Regions from separate parts of the Mus musculus genome. Here region 2 is linked to region 1. The links are chromatin contacts, called in public HiChIP or PLAC-seq maps. All regions are on one chromosome and are shown on one strand. Each heading gives the region's core, a stretch centred on a gene start, on an enhancer-like site or on the middle of the called end of the contact. The rest is flanking DNA. Distances are from core to core; before and after follow the strand shown. Region 1 holds the start of 2610035D17Rik (RIKEN cDNA 2610035D17 gene). Region 2 holds the start of Ttyh2 (tweety family member 2).

Region 1 (6,604 bases), core at 2,893-5,392:
CTCCTGAGCCCCAGACAAATCCAAACAGAACTAAGGTGGGGCAAGCAGGGGACGTGGCTAAGCAAGGTCTCCAGGCCGTTCATCCTCAAGCAAGCCACAGTCTGAAGGCATATTGAAGAGGGCTGGGGACAGTCTAAACCAGACCTGGGTAGATCCAGGAAGAGCTGTGGTTCCTTGGGTTAGTGGGGGCGGGGTTCAAGGTCAAGTCCTGAGAGAGAGGGACAAGAGCAAGGATGGAGAGCCACCCCCATGCCCATCCTGCGCCCCTGCCCCTCTCCCGTAATACTTCCTGCGATGACCTTCCAGGTTGTGGGCTGGGAACAGGAAATGCCTTGCATCAGGAGGAAGAGCAGAGACTAGAGATCTCTCCCACTACAAACTACAGGGTGACAGGGTGTAGCAGCTGAGGCAGGAGGATTGTTTCAAGGTCAAGGCCAGCCTGGACTACAGAGTGAGACCCAGACTATCCAAGACAAAACAAAACAAAACAAAAACAATCAAATAGTACAGGTGGTGGGGACATTCCGGATCCTCAAAGAAAAATCAAGTCCAACAGCCAGACCCTAGATGTATGCTCTCCTGGGACCGAAGGGACCTCCCAACTGCCGAGCCTCATACAGATGTCATCAATGCTCTGTGCAACCAGTCACTCCACACTGGAGAAGCAGAGCTATGCCGGAAGCAGGCAGCCCTACGCTGCACAAGGCGTATGGAGGAGCTGTGTGGGGCGAGGAAGTCAGAGAGGCTTCCTGGAGGAAGAGAAAATGAATTTGCTCACTGTAGGACCTTTGCTGAGGAGAGACAACACACGGGCTTCAGCAGGCCAAGAATCAACCTTCTCACACATGATCTTGTATGTGAAGGCCTTCATTCCCAAAGTCCTTCACGCTGGCTCCCCAGCCCCCAAAGGAAATCTCTTACAGAAAGACAGACTCTCTTAACCACAACTCCCTCAATCCACTCTGAGGCGAGAGCAAGGCTGTCAGTCCCTTTAGCTGCGACCAGGAAATTCGACCTCAGCGAGGTTTGCACGCCAGGGGCCTGACACACCTGCCACTCCTGGGTCGTGAGTCACCTGCGCAAGCACTGCACCACATACTACTCAACCATGGGGCAGGCTGCTCATGGGCTCCTCTCACGCACACCGGATGTTATCCATCTCCTGCCTCCAGAAACGTGTTGGGACAGATCGGTTAATAACCCAATTTTCACTCAACAACATGCCTGGTGGAAGTTCGATGAAGTCGGGGACGGAGAGATGGCTCTTTCATTTGGCGTCTGGGCCTCCCATGGGGTCCTTGGGGGTGGAGGGTGGGGTGTCCTGATCCTGTTCAGCAGCTGTCAGACAGGATGGGTCAGTGGGGATGGATGGGAGATGGAGGTGGCCTCTCAATTTCAGGCCTTCTGGGAACAAAAGCCACCCACTTCTTGTGCTCCCTCAGTCTCCATTTTTACAAGATGGCTTTGTAGCATACAGGATGAGTTCGGGCCCCACTCGGGACACCAATGGGGTAATAGGAATCGTGGGTCAGAAGCGTCAGATCCTTGTTGGTGCCCCGGGGGCCTGATCAATACACCATGGTGCAAGCCAGATGTTAACATGTGGGGAATCTGGGGAAAGGAGACGGGAGAGGCCGTATTTGCCGCTTTCCTATAAATCTAGATCCGTGCTCAATTCAAAGGTTAATGTTAAAGAAAAGGCAGTAGTTTAAATCCTGCTGCCTAGCAAACACAGACCTGCGGGGTCACTGAAGCAGTTGCTAGCATAATTCGCAGGAGAAGGTCAAGCCAATGGTCCTGGAGGTTGGAGGTGTTGAACGACTCTTTGGAAGTGGGTAGGCCTGGCAGGCTCAGTGAACTTTTCGTGGTTTTTAGCCCCATGCCTCTGTGTCCCCTCCCTAAGAGAAAGGCTGTGTGAGAGATGAGTGGTGCCCTTCGCCTCTAAACCCTCTTGGAAATGTCTTCCACTTGTAAGGCTTCTCCAACGTTCAATCGACAGACTTAAAGAGGACAATCTCTAGAAACCAGTCGAGATGCGTCCTCCCAAGTGCAGAGAAATACTGAGGTACTAAGGGACTCCCCCGCCTTGGCATTTGCTTGCTGGGGCTAAGTTTGGAAATACCTAAGTATCCAACAGTAGACAGTAGCAATCCTTTGCTTGGTGGCTGCAGAATTCAGTAGTGCTACGAGAGTCATAAATGGGGATCGGAGGAGAGGCACATGAACAGGAAACAAAGTCACGAATACTGTGGATTGTACACCCTCAGCCTGACCCTAGAAGAGGCCCTTTGAAACCAGTCTCACTGACCAAGGACCCACAGACGATCTCTCCAGGACCCATTCTCCCCGTCCCCATACAACAAGAAACTACAGAAACGTGCACCTGGCAGAAAGCGTCCGGTCGCCACAATGCTAGATACACAGCGCTTCTTACTGGAGAACCGTCCAGAACCAGCCTGGGCATCCACAAGCACCTGGGTGGAACCAGGGGCAGCAGGACCCCAGTTTCTGCAGGACAGTCAAGACTCATAATACTTCATTTAAAACATTTTTTTTTCTTCCTATGCTGCCTAGCCTGCCCTCCTTGCGCAGGTGCTGACTGAGACCTCAGGGCTCCTGGGCACTCACCAAAGCCAGTCCCTGGCTGAATAGCTTCCTCTGTTGGAGGGAGTTCTGGGGTGGGAAATGGACCACCACACACACACACACACACACGTTCCAAAAGAACACCTCAGGACTGCTGACAGGGATCGGTGGGGGAGGGGAGAAGAAATCCATATCTGGAAATTGTCCCCAGGAAACCAGGACCAGGGGGAAAGTTCTGGAATTAAGGGTGAGAGCCCAGGAGGGAAAAGGAAACAGAGGAACCTGGTGTAATTTAGGGTGGGGAAGCTCTATCATTCATTCAACAAACACCTACTCTCAGACAACCTCGTGACAGGTACCAACCTCCCTACTACAACGCAATCACAAAAGGACAAGGAGGAGAGAGACCTATTATTGAGTACTGACTCCTATGATTTACAGTTATGTCTCAAGACCTAAGGCAAAAGTCTTCTTCATCATAAAAGTCACACCAAGAGGAGGAGGATGGTAGGTGCAAACACTGGACCAAATTCCTGCCCTGGTAAACTGTACTCACATGGTGGCCAATACCCATCTCTCCATCAACTCCACAGCAGCCCAGTCCTGAAAATAATGCAGTATCCACCAAGCGCTCCCACGGCTACCCAGCCCCCGTGGCCTCTTGCAAACACTGTGCCTCAGCAGCCCGCTGCGTGCAATGGGCAGCTTCCTGGAGAGGCATGGCTAGCAAAGCAAAGGGTCCCAAAGGACCAACCCTGCCAAAAGGCAAGTGCCAAGAAGGCAGGCGCTCTCTGTCCTGGCGCGGGGTAACCAATGGCTTATCCATGCCGCAGGACAGGACGATGAGCCCAGAACAGCCGCTGACTACAGAGATCTGAGCTAGTAGGGTCCACCTGAGGGTTGCTAAAATGATTTCCCGGACGTCAATCCTTAAACCTTCAAAAACCAACACAAGGCTAAAGAAGGGCAAATCAAATCCACAACTGCGCACTGCGGGGGGGAAACTTACCTCCAGGTGAAAGAGCGGCTGGGAGATGGAAAGACAACCCACGGATGATGGAGACCAGGTCGAGAGTCTTCTAAATCCAGTTGATAAGCACCAAGTAATCCACGTTAGGGGAACCCCAACCCTTTACCCCACTGTCCATCCAGCGCCCAAAGCCAAAGTGCGGCCACCACGCCGCGGCCCCGCGTGGGTAGCGCGGAGATTACGCGCTTCGCCTCCCAGGCGGCTGCCGCGCTATCTCCAGGAGCGGACCGGCGCCAAGAGCAGCGGGCGGAGGCCACCGAGGGCTCTGACCCGTGCATCCCGCCTCCTCGTACAGCTCTGCGCCTTTCTTCTATGAGCATCGCCAACGCAAACACACAATCCGCGCTAGGAGAAACCCCTATGGCGAATCCAGACTATCCTAATAGAAGCCTCGGGTTTGTAGTCGGGCAAGGATCCTGTGGTACAGGGAGGACGCTCGCCAGGCAGCAAAGCCCTGGAGGCGCAGAACCACAGCGTACAGCCCGAAACAGAAGAAGTGAACACTTTCTGCGCCACCACTGAGCTCTGCGAGCCGTTGGGCCATTCCAGCCTTTTTTATAGAGACGGGTTTGCGGGTGGGCACGGCCAGAGGGCGGAGTAAAGTGGTCGATTGGCCGAATGGTATCCTGGGAGTTGTAGTTTTGTCTTCTTACTCCTTCCGCTCATGGAGAATATTGGCAAAGGGTAGACTCACCACAGCTACCTCCCTTCGCAAACTTTGTAACGAAGAGATTCCATTCTGTTCTGGAATTTATCTCTTCTTCTAGAAGTTATCTCGTTGCCTTAGTTTCTTTTCCGTTGCTGTGATAAAATACTGTCAAAAGCAACTGACACTAAACAGCCACTTAATTTTTGACAAAGGAGACAAAGTCATACATTGGATTGCATATTTTCACCTTGTAAATAAATCAACTCAAGGCTGCATGAAAACAAAAAGCTGTGGAAAGCAAAGGAACCTGTAGAGTTAAGTGACAGCCCACAGAAGGGGGAAATCTGTGCCAGCTACAAGGGGTTACTATCTAGAATTTGCAAAGAAACGCAGACATTAAATACCAAAGAGGTAAAACTGCCAATCAAGAAACGGGCAGCTGAACTGAATTGACAGAGAGAGAGAGAGAGAGAGAGAGAGAGAGAGAGAGAGAGAGAGAGGAAAGCCAAGAGGAAAGGGAACTCAGATGGATAATAAAGGAAATGCAAAATAAAACTCTGATGAGATCTGTCCCACCCCAGTGAGAATTACTGTTGTCGACAAGTCTGTCAGGACACATTGGAGAAGCTGGGCAGAGGGAGTAGCCCTTACTCACTGTTGGTGGGAGGGGGAGTTAATTCAGCCAGTGTTCAGGTAGATCAGTTGGGAGATTTCTCGAAAAGTTGAAAATAGAGCTGCCCATATGACCCAAAATTTTACTCCTGGGTATATACCCAGAGAAGTCCATATCCTACCATAGAGTTTTTTGCACACACACACACATACACATACACACACACACATACACATACACACACACACATACACACACACATACACACACACACACACACACACACACACACACATACACACACACACACACACACACACACACACACACACACACACACGGTGTTTATTGATGCTTTATTTGCTACAGCAAAAAACCCAGCCTCAATCAAGATGTCAATCAGCAGATAAATGGATAATGAGAATCTGGTATGTATACAAAATGAAATACTATTCAGCTCTTAGGGAAAACTGAAATTTCAAAATTTTTGCAGGAAAATGGATGGGCTTAGAGTGGATAATATTAAGCAAGGTCATATAATCTCAGAAAGAAAAAGCCGTGCCATCTGCTTCATATGAGGAACCTAGCCAAAGCTCTGTGTATACACGTAAACAAGTACACGTGGGCACAGAATAACGTGAAGAAAAGAGAACAAGAAAGCCCAAAATATAACGGAAAGAAGAACTAACTGCAGGTAGTGGTCACAGTTGCAAAAGACAATGCAAAACCAATCGCTTTTATGGTTCTAACACTTTATTTTTTCTATTTTTTTTTTTTGTGGCGGGTGAGCACATAAAAATAAAATGGGAAATGGCAGTGTAATATATATTATATACATATAATATATATACTATATATATATTAAAGGGGTTGGGTTTGGTTTTTTAGCATCTTAAAAAAGAATGGGTTTCTTTTAGCTCACATTTCACATTTCAAGTACAGTCCCTTGTAATGAAAAAGGAAGGCAGCAGGAACTTTAGGCAGCTGTTCCTGCCACATCCACAATCAGAGAGTAGAGGGGTAAATTCACCCTGCTGCTCCCTGTTAGACAGTCGAGGACCCCTGCCCAGGCAATGGTCCTGCCCACAACTAAGATGGATCTTCCCATACCAATTAGCATAACCAAGGAACTCTCTCACAGGATTCCTGAGAGCCCTGTCTCCTAGATGATCCTAGATTCTGAGACAGGGTATGCATATTTAATAGGACAAGAGAAAGCCAGGTGTGGGCTTGCACCTGTTACAAGACTCAAGAGGCTTAAATGAGGGAATGTCTAAAGAGTCCATAAGTAAGCCATTCTCAACCTATGGGTCATGACCCTTTGGGGAAACCAAATGTCCCTTTCACAAGGGTCACATAGCTGATATCCTGCAGATCAGATATTTACAACAGGATTCAGAACAGTAGCAAAATCACAATCATGAAGTAGCGACAAAAATAATTCTATGGTTGGGAGGAGTCACCACAACACGAGGCGCTGTATTAAAGGGTCGCATGCAGCGTTAGGAAGGCTGAGAACCCCTGCAATAAGCATATGCATGCATATATACATGCATACACACAGTGACAGGACTCATTTCTATTCACCCAGATAAGAATAATGGGGTGTATTGGTTACTATTCTGTTGCTGTGATTAAAAAGAAAAAGAAAAGAAAAGAAAAGAAAAAACAAGACCAAAAGCAACTTAAGGAAAAAAGTATTATTTTAGCTCTGCTCTGGTTCTAG
Region 2 (6,604 bases), core at 1,640-4,139, 1.5 Mb after region 1:
AGGGAGAAGCTGCCAGATGAGCCGTCCTTGGAGCCCCTGGATGCAAGAGTGTTCCATTCTGTAAGACTGGAATGTGAAGTCAAGAAAGCATGGGCTTCCGCTGTGAATGCTGAAGAAAGGATGGTTTCTGTGGGGTTGCCTTACCATGGACTGCAGAGTGGGCAGGGGTGGGGGATCCGAGCCTCTGGGCACTGCATCGCACCCGGTACACATACATGCATACAAGCAAACAACATGACAATTTTCAAGAATTAAAAAGGGACAGGCAAAGTCAAAGCCACTGGGCCTGCCACCAGGTGGCACTCTACCGCAGTAAGTAAACCCCGTAACTGAGGAGGGGGTTGTTTTGAGATAGCACATGCATCCCAGGTGCTGACTTTGAGTCCACCCTGCCCCCACCTCCTGAGTGCTGGGACCATAGGTGTGCAGTGCCCAATTTAATGTACTGCTACTGGGAGTGCTTTCTGCTTTTAGGAAATGTACTGCAGCAGGCTGAGCTAGATGCTTAAACAAGCAGGTTGTAACCAGAAGTAAAGATCTTTCTGGAAGAGGTTTTTGCATATGCTGTGAGCTTTTTGGGGAGGCATGGGTTTTGTTTACCCCGGGGAGTGGGTGGGATGGGAGTGTGGTTGCCTGGGATTCCCAAGGGAGACAGTTTACAGCTTTGGGTGTTTTGTTTTTGTCCCCAGTTCATTTCTCAAAGGCTCCCTCTGGCTCCTAGGAGACTGACTTTGTCTGGCCTTGTGGTCTGCTGAAGGCACTTTTTCATGCAGCGCCTCCTACCCTGCCAATCCTGAGTCACTTAGGGTGTGCTTCTGCGGTCCAGGCTGGCTCCAGAGACTGAATAATGTCTTTGTGCCTTCAGGTGATGGGCTCACCAAGGCTGAGGGCCCAGCCTGCTCTTCAGTAGTACACTCCTGGTTGGCTTCCCTCACCTCTGCGTCAGCACACATCTGGAATGCCCTGGCACTGAGCTCTCCCTTGGTGGCCATGTATTTATTACTACTCCCTCTGACTCTGCACCAGGTTCAAAATTAACAGGGAAGTGAGCAGAGGCATCCTGGGGTCACTGAGGGCAGGTGTGCGGGACACCGGGCAGCACCTCCCTGCCCTCGGGATTCTGGCTAAGGCTGTATCTCTTGCCTGTGACTGAGGTTCAAGAGGGGCCTCTGGGAAGTTGCTTCACATTTCTCTGCTTGGCTACAGGGGTCTACATCAGGTCCTAAGGCTGAGGGCACCTAAGTCAGCCCTGTGCTTCAACTGCCCTCACTTCCCTTACAAGGTTCAGGCCAGCCTGGGCTACATTGTTCCAGGAAATCAGGACTATAGCAAGACCTGTCTTACTAGAAAAGACTGGGTGTAGGCCTATAAGTCTTAGCTGTACAGGGATGTGGGCTTTTCAAGTCCACAGAACATTTCCATCAACTCAGAAGCCGCTCCCCGACCCTGGCCACTGGGAAGCAGCCACAGCCCAGCCCGGCCCTTGCACTGCAGATCTTGGGGTTTCCTGACTGGATTCCCTTTCTCCCCTGCCCATTAGTCCCTCACCCCACAAGATTTCTACCCACCATGGAATCCTCTGGAGACATCAGCCTAACTGTTCCCTGTGGAGGCACCCCCCAAGCTAGCCACCCTCATGCCAGCTCAGGACAAAAGCACTGGACGTGTTTATAATCACCGAGGTTTAGAGCCTCCCCTCCCTACTAAACACGTGGAAAGACAGGAAACTGGAAAGAGACTTTGCTCATCACTAGGTGTCCTAGGCTCGGGAGGATTCCTAGACAATCCTGGACTAGCGAGACATCTGTGAGAACAAGGTGGGTTAGGGGGTTGATGGTGCCTCGGCTGTCCGGGGCAGATGTAGCAGCCAGGCTCTAGCAACTATAGAACAGAGCTGACTGTGAGAAGTCCTAGCGGCCAGGGAGCAGGGAAGCACTCCTAGCAAGGTTCTTTGATAGAGCAAGAGTGCCTGTTTTAGGGGCACCACAGCACCTAGTTAGAAATTCTCCCTGCCCTCTCTGGGGTCTCCTTTCCTTCCTCTGCCTGCAGCACTAAGCATCCTCCCTCCAGCTGGCTCCCCAGCGCTGTGCCCAACCAAGCCTGGCCCTGACTTGGCTCTCGAGTTTGCCACCTAACGTGTTGACTGGTACCTGCCCACCACCTACCTCCTGCTTAAGACCCTTGTGCAAGCCGGGCGGTGGTGGCGCACGCCTTTAATCCCAGCACTTGGGAGGCAGAGACAGGCGGATTTCTGAGTTCGAGGCCAGCCTGGTCTACAAAGTGAGTTCCAGGACAGCCAGGACTACAGAGAAACCCTGTCTCGAAAAACCAAAAAAAAAAAAAAAAAAAAAAAAAAAAAAAAGACCCTTGTGCTCCCAGCTTCAAGGCCAGGCTGCTCTACATAATGAGTTCCAGGACAGAAAGCATAGTGAGGCCCAGTCTGGGGAATAATTAATAATAATAATAGTAATAGTAGAATGAATTAGGGACTAGCCCAGCCTCCTAGGTAATGATTACTAATTATCCACTGGCTCTTTAGTCTTTTTTTCAAAATCTTGCCTTTTTTTTAAGATCAGGTCTCACATAGCCCAGGCTGGCCTCCAACTCATAACAGACCTGAGGAAGACCTTTGAATTCTTGATCCTTCTGCCTTACCATCCTAAGGCACGCACCATCAAACCTGGGCCACTATTCTGATGTTGATAGCAAGGATCAGGGCATGTTTTTGAGCCCAATTTCTGGAGTGGGTGTGTGTGTCCAGGAATTGGCTCAAGAGGAGGGGTGGGGCAGGGCCCGAGGTGGGGGCGGGACCTGAGCAGAGCCTCGTGCATGGTGGGGCGTGTCCTCGCCTAGGGCTGGATATGGGGCGGGGTTTAGGCGAGGCGGGGCCGGGTCGCTTCCGAGCCGGGTAGTGGTGGTAGCGGCGTTGGCAGGGGCAGTGGACCCGCTGCAGCTTGTGCAAGCCATGCCGGCGGCGCGAGTGGAGTACATCGCGCCCTGGTGGGTCGTGTGGCTGCACAGCGTTCCGCACCTCGGCCTGCGCCTGCAGCGAGTAGACAGCACCTTCAGCCCCGGCGACGAAACTTACCAGGAGGTAAGCCCATGAGCCGAGCCACGGAGAGGGACCCTTAGAGTGAGAGCCAGAGCCGGCCTGCGCTCGCCCAGGTCCCACTCCTTTCTCTCTTGCCTCGGCATCCCGCGCTCTCCGCGCTTCTCAGACCCCCTTGGTCCCCATTTGGGCCCTCTCAGCTCTCCCGGGTTCCTTGGCCGGGACGCTCGACCTAGCTGGAAATCTCGGAGTTGGTAAAGCTGGAAACACTGGGGAAGAAGAGGAAGGACGCGGAGGCTGCGCTCGGGTGGCGGGGGCTGAGCCTTCCAAAGACTTACAGTGGGGGTGGGGCATCTGAATCGGCGTGACTGGCGGCCGAGGTGTGTGGGTGCTTAGAGGTGCTGCAAAGTTCCCCTTCTGAGACTCCCGACACCAGACGATTTCTCTCCCGGCCCTGATGGCCTGAGAAAAAGTTTAGGCAGAAACCGACTTGAGTCTCCGGAGTCCTTTGCGCTCCTTTCCCCAGCCCCAGCCCCAGCCTGAAGGGTAGCAGCCACTGCCAATACCTCTGCCTTGGCTTCTTCACAAAGGCTGCGGGGCTGAAAGAAGCGGCGTGGGTGACTAATCTCTTGGATGCCAAAACCCCACAGCTGTTGGAGTCCAGGATGGAAGGTGGCTTCAGATCCACCCCGTCTCGCACCACGTCCAGCATCTACCCCGTCTGTTCTGGTGTTCCTTCCCTATAAACTTCTAGGCTCTGAAATTCTGAGGTCTTGGTTCCCGGGCCAGCTACCCTCCTTATCTTTATACTTCTTAACTGTCCCTGATGAAGGGGGACGTTCCCTTGCGGGTTTGGAGGTCAGGTCCAGGCTTCTGACCTCCTTTCCAGACCCTGCAACGGTCTCTCAGCAGATCTCAGCCGCGGTTAAACCCACGGCGGCCTCTGCGGCCCGGCTGAGTCAGTTCCCTCTGCTGGGTCAAAGATTCAGGGGCTGAGGCGACTTGGGAGGAGGCCCATTATTAGTTCAGAGCACTGTGCTCATGTTGGACTTTGACCTGCAGTGGTTGGCACGGTGTCCTAATCTCCATAGTGGGGCATCTGGCTGAGCAGGGCTTCTCTAGACTGCCCAGGAGTGGCTTCTTGTCCTCCCAGATTGTCCTCGTTCTGAGGCCAGGGGCTCCCGAACCGTGTGCTGTGCTCTGCCCAAGAAGAGCCAGTACCCCAGAGTCTAATTATAACTTTCAATGGCTCTACTACTTGCGGGCTTGGGCTGTTGGTTTCTGTTCTTCTGGGAGGATGGGACCCCCTTTGTGCTACTGGAGGCACTGTCAGCCCTAGGCACTGCAGCCGCCCCCGCCCCCCCCCACCCCCGACCCCCCTCGCCCCCCCAGTCTTGTCTGGCCCTGGAAGGAAGACTTGTTCCCTGAGGCCTGGTGGCTACTGGCAAAGCACCAGGGAGTCTTCCTTCAGCTAATGCTTAAAAGGGGACGGATATGGTTTCCGAACAGCTGTGTTGGGGGTGTGGAGAGAGCCCTGGGTCCCAACCATATTTTCTCCTCTCTCCTGGAAGAAATCTAGCCCCTCAGCTGGGTCAAGGGACCTCTGGCTTGGAAGGGGTTGACTCGGGCTCTCCCTCACCCCCACAGCCTGAGCCTGACCCCACCCACCCCAGTCTAGGGATAGGCAGGTGTGTGGTGCTGGTGAGTCCCACTCATGGTCCTTGCTCCCAGGGTCCTGACCCCCAAACCTTTTGCTCCAGTTCTTTCCCAGGACAACTGCGCCTGCCCCGCCCCTGCCCCCATCCTAGTTCAGCTAGTAATAGCAAAGCCCTGGGAGATGAATGTGGTGGGTCTTAATGGCTGTCTAGCATTGGGTGTTACTTAATTAAAGCTACTCCTAGTTCGTTAAGTCTCCGTGTTGTCTGACCAGGGGTCTCTTTCCACCTGAGCAGCTGGTTAGTTCACAAGGTCGCCTTCTGTTGGAAGTGGTCTTGGTCCTCTGCAAACTTAATTTGGGACTGAGTGTTGTGCTAGGGCCTGGGTGGCATACAACAAGGGTAGCAGTGGCTGAGGTGTTTCTGAGGTGAGGATTGTCTGAGGCAGGGGCATTGCCCTTCCACTGGTGGAGTTGAGTTCCAGTCCTATGGGTGTGTGGCCACAGGCAGATGGAAATTTTTCTCTCATCTCTGTGTATCCATCCCATGAGTTATTCTGCTGAGCATTCACAGTAAGGACAATACAGGACCCATTGATGCCATCATTAGACAAATGACCCTGAGATGATGGGTGTCTAACTAAGGACAGGGCCCTGTAAAATAGAGAGGAAGAGAGCCGAAGACCCTGAGCAGGGGGGAAACTGAAAAATGCATTCGAAAGTCACAAACAAAGTGGACTTTAAGGCGTGTGTGTGTGTGTGTGTGTGTGTGTGTGTGTGTGTGTGTTTGTGTGTTTGTGTGTGCCGGGCAGTGGTGGCGCACACCTTTAATCCCAGCACTTAGGAGGCAGAGGCAGGCGGATTTCTGAGTTCGAGGCCAGCCTGGTCTACAGAGTGAGTTCCAGGATAGCCAGGGCTACACAGAGAAACCCTGTCTCGAAAAACAAAAAAACAAAAACAAAACAAGGGTGTGTGTGCGTGTGTGCGTGCATATATGTGTGAATGCATGTGTGTATGTATGTGTACATTTGCACGGATGAGTGTACTCCCCTGTGTGTGTGTGTGTGTATGTGTGTGTGTGTGTGTGTGTGTGTGTATGCACACAGCCACATGCACAGGTGTAGATATGTACCTATAGCCTTGTAAATAGGCAGTCAGGCTCCAGGAATTGTGGGACTGTGAAAGGCACCTTAGCTCAACTGGGAACCAGGGTGCCTTTCAAGGTCCCACAAAGAACGACAGCTCTGTGCTTGGGACCTAGAAAGCAGAGCAGGGCTTAGAAGAGCTGACTACCTGGTAAGCACATGCAGTGAGCCAGGACTTCCCTGAGTAAGAAGGACCTACATTGCTTCCTGAGATTTTCTTAGGCCAGTGGAGGCCAGAAGAGGAGGTTGGATGCCCTGGAATTGGAGTTACAGACGAGATTGTGAGCCACCCTGTAGGTTTTAGACAGTGATCCCTAGTCCTGGGCTTAGAGCAGGAAGTGCTCTTAATTGTAGAGCCATCTTGCCAGCCCTTAAGTTTGAGGTTTTGTTTTTTCTGTTTTTGTTGTTTGTTTGAGACAGGGTTTTATGTAGCCCAGGCTGCCCTCGAACTCACCACACAGCCAGGATGATTTTTTTTTTTTTTTTTTTTTTTTTGGTTTTTTGAGACAGGGTTTCTGTGTGTAACCCTGGCTGTCAGTGCTGGGATTAAAGGCGTGCACCACCACCACCCGGCGATATTGAACTTCTTGATGATAATGATATTGAACCCCTACCTCTACCTTCAACGTGCTAGGATTACAGGTGTGTGCGTCCATGCCTTGTTTACAAGATACTGGGGGGTGGAACCCTGGGTTTCCTACTTGTGGGACAGGCACTTTACCAACCGAGCTACATCTGCATTGAGCCCTCCTTTTT

What was found. HiChIP or PLAC-seq counts read pairs in DNA pulled down with a chosen protein or histone mark.
Region 2: a contact with region 1 is called in an H3K4me3 HiChIP or PLAC-seq map of embryonic forebrain, with 6 times the contacts expected there. The contact joins the promoter of Ttyh2 here to the promoter of 2610035D17Rik in region 1. A contact is called at or near these places in 1 of 39 promoter capture datasets (embryonic stem cells) and 5 of 115 datasets of contacts at active chromatin or transcription factors (T-cell acute lymphoblastic leukemia, astrocytes, embryonic forebrain and 2 more).

The regions. Positions count from the first base shown.
Region 1 is chr11:113,197,696-113,204,299 of GRCm38.p6, forward strand. It overlaps 2610035D17Rik (RIKEN cDNA 2610035D17 gene), which reads right to left and starts at 4,143. Exons shown (of 3, transcript NR_015556.2): 1 at 3,596-4,143. It overlaps 4732490B19Rik (RIKEN cDNA 4732490B19 gene), which reads right to left. Exons shown (of 4, transcript NR_040276.1): 4 at 5,620-6,604.
Region 2 is chr11:114,672,579-114,679,182 of GRCm38.p6, forward strand. Ttyh2 (tweety family member 2) reads left to right here and starts at 2,890. Exons shown (of 14, transcript NM_053273.2): 1 at 2,890-3,094. The coding sequence starts at 2,966.